Regions from separate parts of the Anser cygnoides genome. Here region 1 is linked to region 2. Evidence: chromatin contacts called from public Hi-C data. All regions are on one chromosome and are shown on one strand. The core of a region is the stretch at or near the end of the contact, and the rest is flanking DNA. Distances in the headings are between cores, read along the strand shown. Region 1 holds the start of ATPSCKMT (ATP synthase c subunit lysine N-methyltransferase). Region 2 holds the start of SNRNP48 (small nuclear ribonucleoprotein U11/U12 subunit 48).

Evidence for each region. Hi-C and Micro-C count contacts between places; a contact is called where the count stands out from the background.
Region 1: a Hi-C map of liver shows a contact between it and region 2, with 2.2 times the contacts expected there. The contact joins the promoter of ATPSCKMT here to the promoter of SNRNP48 in region 2. A contact is called at or near these places in 2 of 7 Hi-C or Micro-C datasets (both in liver).

What each region holds. Positions count from the first base shown.
Region 1 is chr2:87,381,639-87,385,920 of Taihu_goose_T2T_genome, reverse strand. ATPSCKMT (ATP synthase c subunit lysine N-methyltransferase) reads right to left here and starts at 2,841. Exons shown (of 5, transcript XM_048076402.2): 1 at 2,489-2,841; 2 at 1,829-2,112. The coding sequence starts at 2,110. It overlaps CCT5 (chaperonin containing TCP1 subunit 5), which reads left to right and starts at 2,807. Exons shown (of 11, transcript XM_048076401.2): 1 at 2,807-2,981; 2 at 3,358-3,418; 3 at 3,510-3,674; 4 at 4,181-4,282. The coding sequence starts at 2,877.
Region 2 is chr2:87,213,283-87,217,803 of Taihu_goose_T2T_genome, reverse strand. SNRNP48 (small nuclear ribonucleoprotein U11/U12 subunit 48) reads right to left here and starts at 2,010. Exons shown (of 9, transcript XM_066992571.1): 1 at 1,849-2,010; 2 at 1,588-1,701; 3 at 1,188-1,248; 4 at 280-354. The coding sequence starts at 1,884.

The DNA of each region.
Region 1 (4,282 bases), core at 1,592-4,091, 170 kb before region 2:
GCGTAGTAATTTTTAGAAATATGAAAATCTAGGACTGAGACATAATTTAAAAGGCTACTGCCAAGTTTTAATCAGGAAAAGCCTCATCAGCTATGAATTGCAGAACAGGCAAGGCAGAATCAGGAAGAAGTACAAATTTCTTAATACAACATCTCAAACAGCATTACCGCACAATGTGCTGCACAGTATTAAAATAATGCTCCTTGCATCACACACACCAAATTTTTAAATATTGTAAAAGAACCTGACATTTTCACCATGCTTGGAAATAAAATATGTTCATATTTATCCACAGATTACACCGCGTAAGTGCTAAATATTTAAAAGCGTGAACAGAAGCTCAACTTTGTTCAATACAGACGCATTAAGGCAACACCGAGCATCCAATTTTAGGCACCTGGCTCTCCAAGTAGTCTTCAGTCTCCATTTAGACACTAAAGTAACTGTGTATGTATGTATTTGTGTATACATATATATATGTAGCTAGGTGCCTACATATATAGATACATATGAAATTTGAATTAAATATACAGTACCTAATCAAATTAAGTGTCTCAGATAAAGGTCAAGAGCCAGAATGCAGAGCAGAGAGGACAGCAGAAACTGCAGTTCTCTTGTACCTACATGCTTTTCCCTGGGCATTACTTAAGCACAATTTGTTCACAGATTTGGATGTCCAAATCCAACTGCAGCATGGACAGATTGTCAAATCATTCACATGAAATATGGACAAAGGCAGTATTCAAGAAAGATCTTGCTTGTTTCCGTCAACAACCCACTTAATGCACCATCCTGTTACTGAAATGGACTAGAAGCAGGTACTTTAAAAATAGTACGCAAAGCACCACAACTACAAAAAACCCACACCATTCTACGCAGCACCCTCCCTCACTGCTTTTGACAAAGGGAAGTTTCAAGCAATTCCCTGAAAGCACAGCATCACTTTGGCTATCCAGAGCCTTCTTCCCAGATCTCCCTAACTTCTTTTTCAATCTATTTATGCCTCAAAACTCCACAGCAAGCTGTTGAGTTCAATCTTAAAATAATTTTGCAGTGGATTGGATGAATCTTAACTTTGCCACATAATGATAAAGACCAGAAACTGACATTGAAAAACGGGTGTTACAACACTAAAAACATTCGAGGCCAGTGAAATTACCTATCTTATATCCTAATTTCCATACAGAAAAACCCTTGAACTAGCTTCTGCACTGAAAGTCTGCTGAGAGCAGAGAAGCCTTTCCACAGTGTTTCCTACCATTCCGCTTTGCAATTGCTCTGGTTTTACCACATTCATTTTGAAAAGGGACAGCCAGCAGTGCACAACGGTTTTAAGACTGGAGTTTTAATGATACCATGATATTTATTTTTGTAATCCATCATTCCTTTCTCATCTTCTTTTGTTCTTCTGTCACTTTTATGCAGTAATCATAGAGCTGTAGCTCCAAAAGCAGAGGGTTATTTAAACTCACAGCCTCACATACTGCAGCTATAAACCTACGTGGAATACAGCTCTCTGGAAAACACAATGCCAATACTTTAATTACATCTTTTTATGTGAATGCAGTGCAGTGCCTCCCAAGCAACAAGATGAGGTTATGATTTGGGACACTACTTTGTCAAGCTGAGAGTAAGGCTGGAACAAAAGTATCGATTCTTCACCTAAACTAAATGTAAACCATTCTCAGGCTTGTGCCTTTGCATAAAGCTCGGTTAAAAAAAAATGGATGTGAAGAAAAACGTTTGTAAATATGAGAAAACAGAGGCCAGGGGTAGAGCATTTGCCACTTTTCTGAGGTAGAGAAGGTAGGAGATGTTTGTAACTTACAACACGGCCATCCCCGCTACCAATGTCAGCTAGAGAGCCGCTTCTGCCCTGCAACATTTTCAGGACGTTCTCGATCTGCGTTGAGGTGGCAGGAACGAAGGGCAGACAGACCTTCCTGAGAGCTGGGGCCAGGAAGGGGGTGACCACAGCGTACAGGGCCACCAGCACCCCGCCAACAGCGCCCGTCGCCAGCAGCCCCCACTGCCTCCTCTTAGTGCGCTCCTCAGGGCTTCCTTGCACGAGTGCAGCGGGGCTCTCGGTCACCAGTGCTTTGGACGCCATACCTACACACAAAGATTAACAGGGTAATTTTATCAAACAAGTGGCTTTACCAATTGCTTGGTTAATGGGCGACACAGGACATAACATGACAGGTGTTAACACAAGGAGGGGGTGCTTTAACACTTCAGTTGATTCCTAGGACTTAAAAAAGTTAAATAAAAAGCTAAATTATTGTATACAAGAAAGTGAGGTATTAGGTTTATTGTTCATGACGAAAAAGGGAAAAAAGCAAGAAGACGCTTTCCACTTCCCAGTCCACGAACCAACCCCTGCCTCGACCCCCACCATGAGGCCCCCCCACCCTCAGCGGCCTTATTTATGGAGGAGGACCCTACCACCCCACTACGGCGGGGGGGGATGAGGGAAGGCGGCGAGCACCTTTCTGCTCACGCTGCAGAGAAGATCCGCACGGCACTCTTCGGCGGCGGGGCTGTGCTTCCTTATTCTCTTCCCTCCACCTCGCTGCGGCCCGCCTGGCGTCCGAATTGTGCGTGATCGCATTCCCCACCCCCCCCCGCGCCGCGCTGGTGGACGGGGCCGCGAGCGCCGCGCAGCGCCCGGAGCCCCAGCCGCTTCCAGAAAGCTCCGCCGCGAGCGCCACATAAGTTCCCCCCCCGTGAAATATGTCGCGGCCAGGCGCTCTGCGCAGGCGCGGGGCCGCCGGCGGGTGAGCGCGTTGCGTCACGGCGCGGCGTGCAGGGCGGGCGCGGCTCGTGCTCGGGTGGCCGTTGGGAGCGGTTGGGGGCCGTTGGGAGCCGCCGCAGCCATGTCGGCCATGGGGACGCTGGCGTTTGATGAGTATGGGCGGCCCTTCCTCATCCTCAAGGACCAGGAGCGCAAGACGCGCCTCATGGGGCTGGAGGCGCTCAAGGTGAGCGGGCGGGCCCGAGAGCCGGCGGCGGGGCCCTGCCTGAGGGAGCGGGCATCGCCCCGCTGCGGGATGGCCGCCACACGCGGCTGGGGGCGGCCCCTGCCCTCGGTTTTAATCTGTAAGCCTTAAATGTGCAAGTGAGCTCTTCTGCTGTAAGCCTCCGCTCTGCAAGTGACGGAGAGGCTTCGGAAATATCTAGCATAAAAGCCATGTGCGTATGTAGATCCGTTTTCAGTCATAGTTGGATGTTGCTACTTAAAATATAACATTTACAATACTTACTATTACAATATAATAGCTTTTCTCTATATTTGTTAGCTTAACACTACGATTTGTGGATGCACAATAACTGTTTAACTTCTCTATTCTTTTATAGTCTCACATAATGGCAGCAAAGGCTGTGGCAAATACTCTGAAAACATCCCTCGGGCCCAACGGTAATAAATCACTTCAATTATTTCTCCTTAGTAATTGTTTTTTCAGGGGTTTCCAGCTCTGGCCTCATGTTCTGAGCATGTCTTTCTTTAGGCTTGGATAAAATGATGGTGGACAAAGATGGTGAGGTGACAGTAACCAATGATGGTGCTACCATCCTGAATATGATGGATGTGGACCACCAGATCGCCAAACTCATGGTGGAGCTGTCTAAATCTCAGGATGATGAGATTGGGGATGGAACTACTGGAGTCGTTGGTAAGAAAAGATCTTACATTTAACTTGGCATTTCTAGTTAAGTTTCTTAAGCTATTTTAAGAAAACACTTACGGAGTGAAAGTAGCTTTACTGAAGCACATTTTTAGAGTACTTACCGATTCAGTATTCTTTTCAGTTCATCTATTAGGAGTTTTTTTAATCCAAAACATGCTTTTGTGTCTCTTTCCAAGTATGGCTGCATTTGAAGTTAGTGTTGGAAGTCCTCTTTGTACTTTCAGAACTCTTTGCATAATTTTATTCCATAGTGATCTTACTGTCTCACCTTGTCTCCTGTGCTTTTATGGTCTAAATGCAGTCTTCTTAGTCAGTAAGTAGAGCATTGGTGGTATTATTATTATTATTGAAGTTATTACGTAATAAACCTCAAACTGTTAAAATACTGCAGAATAAATCTAAAGGTATACTTTTTAAGTTTTTGATACTGTGTAATACAGGAGGCCTCTATCTGTGGGAGAGTAAACGTTATTTAAAATCTTATTTTACAGTTCTGGCTGGAGCACTGTTGGAACAGGCCGAGCAGTTGCTGGACCGTGGGATTCACCCCATCAGAATAGCGGATGGTTACGAGCAGGCAGCTCGCATTGCAG
Region 2 (4,521 bases), core at 761-3,260:
ACAGTATCAGAAAATACAGACAGAAAACAAACCGTATATAGTGGGATGGGAAGGAAAGGACTAATGCTTTAGGAAAATCTTGAGTTTTGCATCTGAAGAGAACTATAAGTTTGAGTACAACAGACTCAAATTCTTTTACCTGGTTGACCTGAATAAAGAAAGTAGTTATGCCCCAAAATATAGACAAAAAGGAATATTAAAAATGAATTTAAAAAGATTCTTCACAGCAATTCCACAGGAGAGCTGAAGAAATCAGCTCCATACCTGCATGCTACTTACCTTCGCTGTAGCCTATGCCTTCTTTCACACTTTGAGCTTTAGCTTGCTGAACAATATGAAACTGAAGATCTTTATCTGCAGATAGAGAAGAACTTTTACATCAAGTACTCGGTAGGGTCAGTCTTTATTCCCCAACCTCTATTATGAGGCTTACGGTATTTTATAGAACACTGCAGTTTTACTGATGCATAAGGGAGTCTACACTAAAAGTATTTTAATCTATTCCATATTCAAACTATGGGGAGGGGGGGAAAAAAAAAAAAAAAAAGGATTTCTGGGTTACAGGGATCTGGAAAGACATGTATGTATATTGGAACTCTCTCCTGTATCATTACTGTATGTCCAAACTCTAGGGCCAGTGTTTCTGCCTTATTAAAGTGCTTTTTAATGCGCTTTCTGCACTTGATGTAAGGAAGAACCTAGAAAATAACCAAAGAAGAAAAAGAAAAAGGATTCTATTTGGGTTTTACTATAAAAATGGCCAAGTGACCTACAGAGCAGAATTACACAATGACACAGGTTAAACGAATAACGTAAATTAAGGTAAAGCACAGTGACAAGACAAATCTATGCAATGAAAACACTTGGTTTTTCTAAGATGTCTTGAACAGTTTACGGGCAACACAGTGCTGCAAGCTGGTGTGAAGACGTGGGCTCTGCCACACCTTGTGTGCTCCACACAGGCTCATGCTCCCACCCTGCAGGAGCAAGGATGGTGTTAACGGGTTGCCCGGAGGGGTTGTGGTGGCTCTCACCTTGGAGAGGCTCAAAAGCCATTTGGACGTGGTGCTGGGCATGCAGCTCTAGGTGGCCCTGCTTGAGCAGGGAGCTGGACCAGATGACCTCCAGCAGCCCCTTCCAACCTCAGCCCTGCAGCAAAGCACTCCCTTGCCCACCCACACACTTACCCATCGCAACACTGGGCACCTTCAGGTTTTCGTAGAAGAAGCTGGAGTCGTACATCTCCGCCTGCGGGACACGGCAACTCGATCACACCACCACAGCAGCCCCAGCTCACCAAAGCCGCCCGCTGAGCCTCCATCCCGTGGCCCTCATTTGGGGTCCCCAAGGGGATCCACAGACACAGCTACACCTTGTGGGGCAGGATCCGTGCGTGGGGGCCACCGGGCCTCTTTCAGCACCAAATTTCACCCCCAAAAGCCCCCACTACGCACTCTCTCCGCAGTCCCACTCCAAAAAGCCCCCGTTACCCCCCACTCTCCCCAGTCCACCCCCATCCCCAAAAGCCCCCATTACCCCCCCCAATCCCTCCCACACTGCGGGTGCCCCCCGTAACCAGCAGCCCACCTGCTCCTCGTCGGAGTAGCCCATCTTGCGGAGGCGGCAGGACGCCGCATGCCTCTCCAGCGACGCCCGGGGCACCCGGTGATGGCTGTCGTAGGGGCAGACCACCCGCTCCACCTGCCGGCCGGCCACAGGTCAGCGCCTACAGCCACCCCAAGCTCCCGCACCCCGCCGGGCTCTTCCCTCCCCGGGCAGCCCACCGCCACCGCACGCCCCCCCCTTGCCGGGCACACGGGGCCGGGGATGGGCGAGCACCGCCGTTACCTGGTCGCCCAGCCACACGGCGCTGCGAGCCGCCATCGCTCCCGAGGGCCACAGGGAAAGGAATGAAGCGGCGCCGCCGCCATCTTTACTCCGGGCGCGCCCCGAGATGGGGCGGCGCCATTTTGTGAGGCGGCTTCGGCCCGGCTCCAGAGGGGAGGGAGGGAAGGGGGCGAGGGAGGCGCCGCTCCGCCCCGGCTCCTCCTCAGCCTTCCCCCGCCGGGCACAGGGCACCGCCTGGCGGCGGGAGGCGACAAAGCCAGGACGGAGATGGCGCAGAGCCCCCAGGGCAGCCCCTCAGGTGTGGGGGCTGCGGCCGGTGGGTGCCCTAAATGTCCTCCGATGTGGTCTGCCCCATGCTGAAAGGCATCGGGCAGCTCTCTGTCCGTGGGAAGAGCATTCACGGAAAGAGCTGTTTGGCTTCAGTGCCCTGGGATAGGTTTGGAGGCTGACAAAAGCACCCGCGGCTGCAAATCAGCCCCACAGGTCTGGTCTTGAACCGCCCAGTATCAGCAGAAGCACCCGTGGGCTGAGGCGTGCTGTGGGGAACATCCCACGGGCCCACGCTGCTTGGTCTTGCTGGGGATGAAGCCTGGCAGCAGTGTTTTTTCCTCGAGGGCACCAATGCTTTCCGGCCCTTTTCAGACTTGTTGCCACAAAGGAGCAAAGCAAAAGCTGGGGCAGCGTGCTCTCTCTTCACAAGGGTCAAGTCAGAATTGCTCACCAGCTTTAGCAAAGTACAATTTTAATTTCTGAGCATAGCTCATGCTGGCTTGGGCTCTTCAGAATGGAACCAAAACCCCAAAGCCCATGCCTGTTTGTGATGGGGTTGGAGGAACATCAGTCTCCTCGGTGCTATTAAGCCTCTAATTGCCATTTCCCTCGTAGAATCACAGAGTCATTAAGGTTGGAAGAGACCTCCAAGATCATCTGGTCCAACCGTCACCCTACCACCAATGTCACCCACTAAACCATGTCCCTAAGTGCCAGGTCCAACCTTTCCTTGAACACCCCTCTTCCAATACTAGGAACACAGTGCGAGACCACAGCTTCTCCAGCACCCTCCTGTCACGTGTGAAGTGAGGGGATACAGAAGGGCCGTATGGTGCAGGGACAGGATGTGCATTTCTTCTTGGTACCATTCCCATACATGCACAGCCCAAGGGACACTGTGGGAGAGAGCCACAGGGCTGGAACGTGCCCCAAGGAATCCTGTTGGCCAAAATTACAAAAGCCTACAAAGGCCAAACACTGTTTGGCCAACATTACAAAAGCCTTTCCTTAGATGCTGAGGGACCATTAGGACTCAGTAAGCCTGGGACATAAAACAAGGAAAGAACAACTGTCCCAAGGAATAAATTTAGTGTGACTGACATTTTTTGCTTGCCTATTTTTGTCATCTATGAGAAAAGCACATATGACTAGAAAGACGAGACAGTTTAACAAGGCGGGGTGGGGTGGAGGAGGCATGACAGATGTAGCTGCCAGAATGACTCTTGTACATCTGCTTTCGTTAGCAGATTACAGCCATTTCTCTCCTGCACAGTGAATTTGAGACTCAGCTGGGATTTTAGCCCTCTGGGAGATTTGCTGGCTCTAGCTATGTTTGCCTGAGGATCTTTGACTTCACACGATAAAGAATACTTATAGCTGAAGACTTCCCATCTGCCCTTGCAATTTTATCTATGCTGTAGTAGGGTATGCTAGCTAACATTAGCACATTTTATCATAAGAGTAATGAGAACAGCTGGGCAAAATTGTTCTGACCATCTCCACTGGAAAATGCTGTGTCTTCAAAATTACAAAAGTCAAGTTCAACAAAATATCAAAGCAGGTTTTTTTTAATAATAATAATTTGATAGAATTAAACAAATTATGATTTTTATTTTTTTTACTTACAAACTAAGTTGATATTTGAAAATCAAAATCAGTATAGATAATTTGCTCTACTAAACCAGAACATTTTGTATGACTCAAAATAATCTTTGAGTGCTTCCCCCCCCCCCCCCAAAAATACCATCTCCTGTGATCATTTTTCCGCTGGCCTGTATGGATTTGATGAAATGGTGAGCAACAAACCGCTGGGGTGAATGTTCTCCTTTCTAGAGCTCTGGGAGAAAAAGTCAAGTGAAGCTTCATTCCTGTAATACAGTAAATCCAGTTATGAGGCCGCTAGTGCACAGACCACAGTGGGGCCTGGGCTAAGATTAAGCCTCTGAAATAGGTTTACAAGAAAATCAAGGACAAAAGGTGAACCAAGGCCTTTAAAAAGTACATCAGGATACTGTGAAGCAGCTCCATGACACAGCAAGTCAATATGCAGCCTCAAAGGGATCCTCTGCGGCAGCACCGAGCACCTTGCACCCCTGTGCCAACTGAAGTGGCAACAACCCTCTGGGAGGGGATGCCCCAGCTGGTCCTTGCGTAGGGCTCCCAAAAACCGGAGGACAAGATTTTAGGTTCAGCAGTGCCTTGAGAAGTGGCTGCAGTCACAGTACATACCAGGGATGCCCTCAGGGCAGCTGTGAAAGCTGCTGTGGCTCTTGCTGCGTTTGTCACTTAGGGGCACGAGGGGATAAGGTCCTTCCATGAGCCACTTTCCCAGCTCACAAAAATTCACAGCACTGCTTTCCCTTACAGGCAACAACACACTTACATTGGTTTCCCATCAAATGA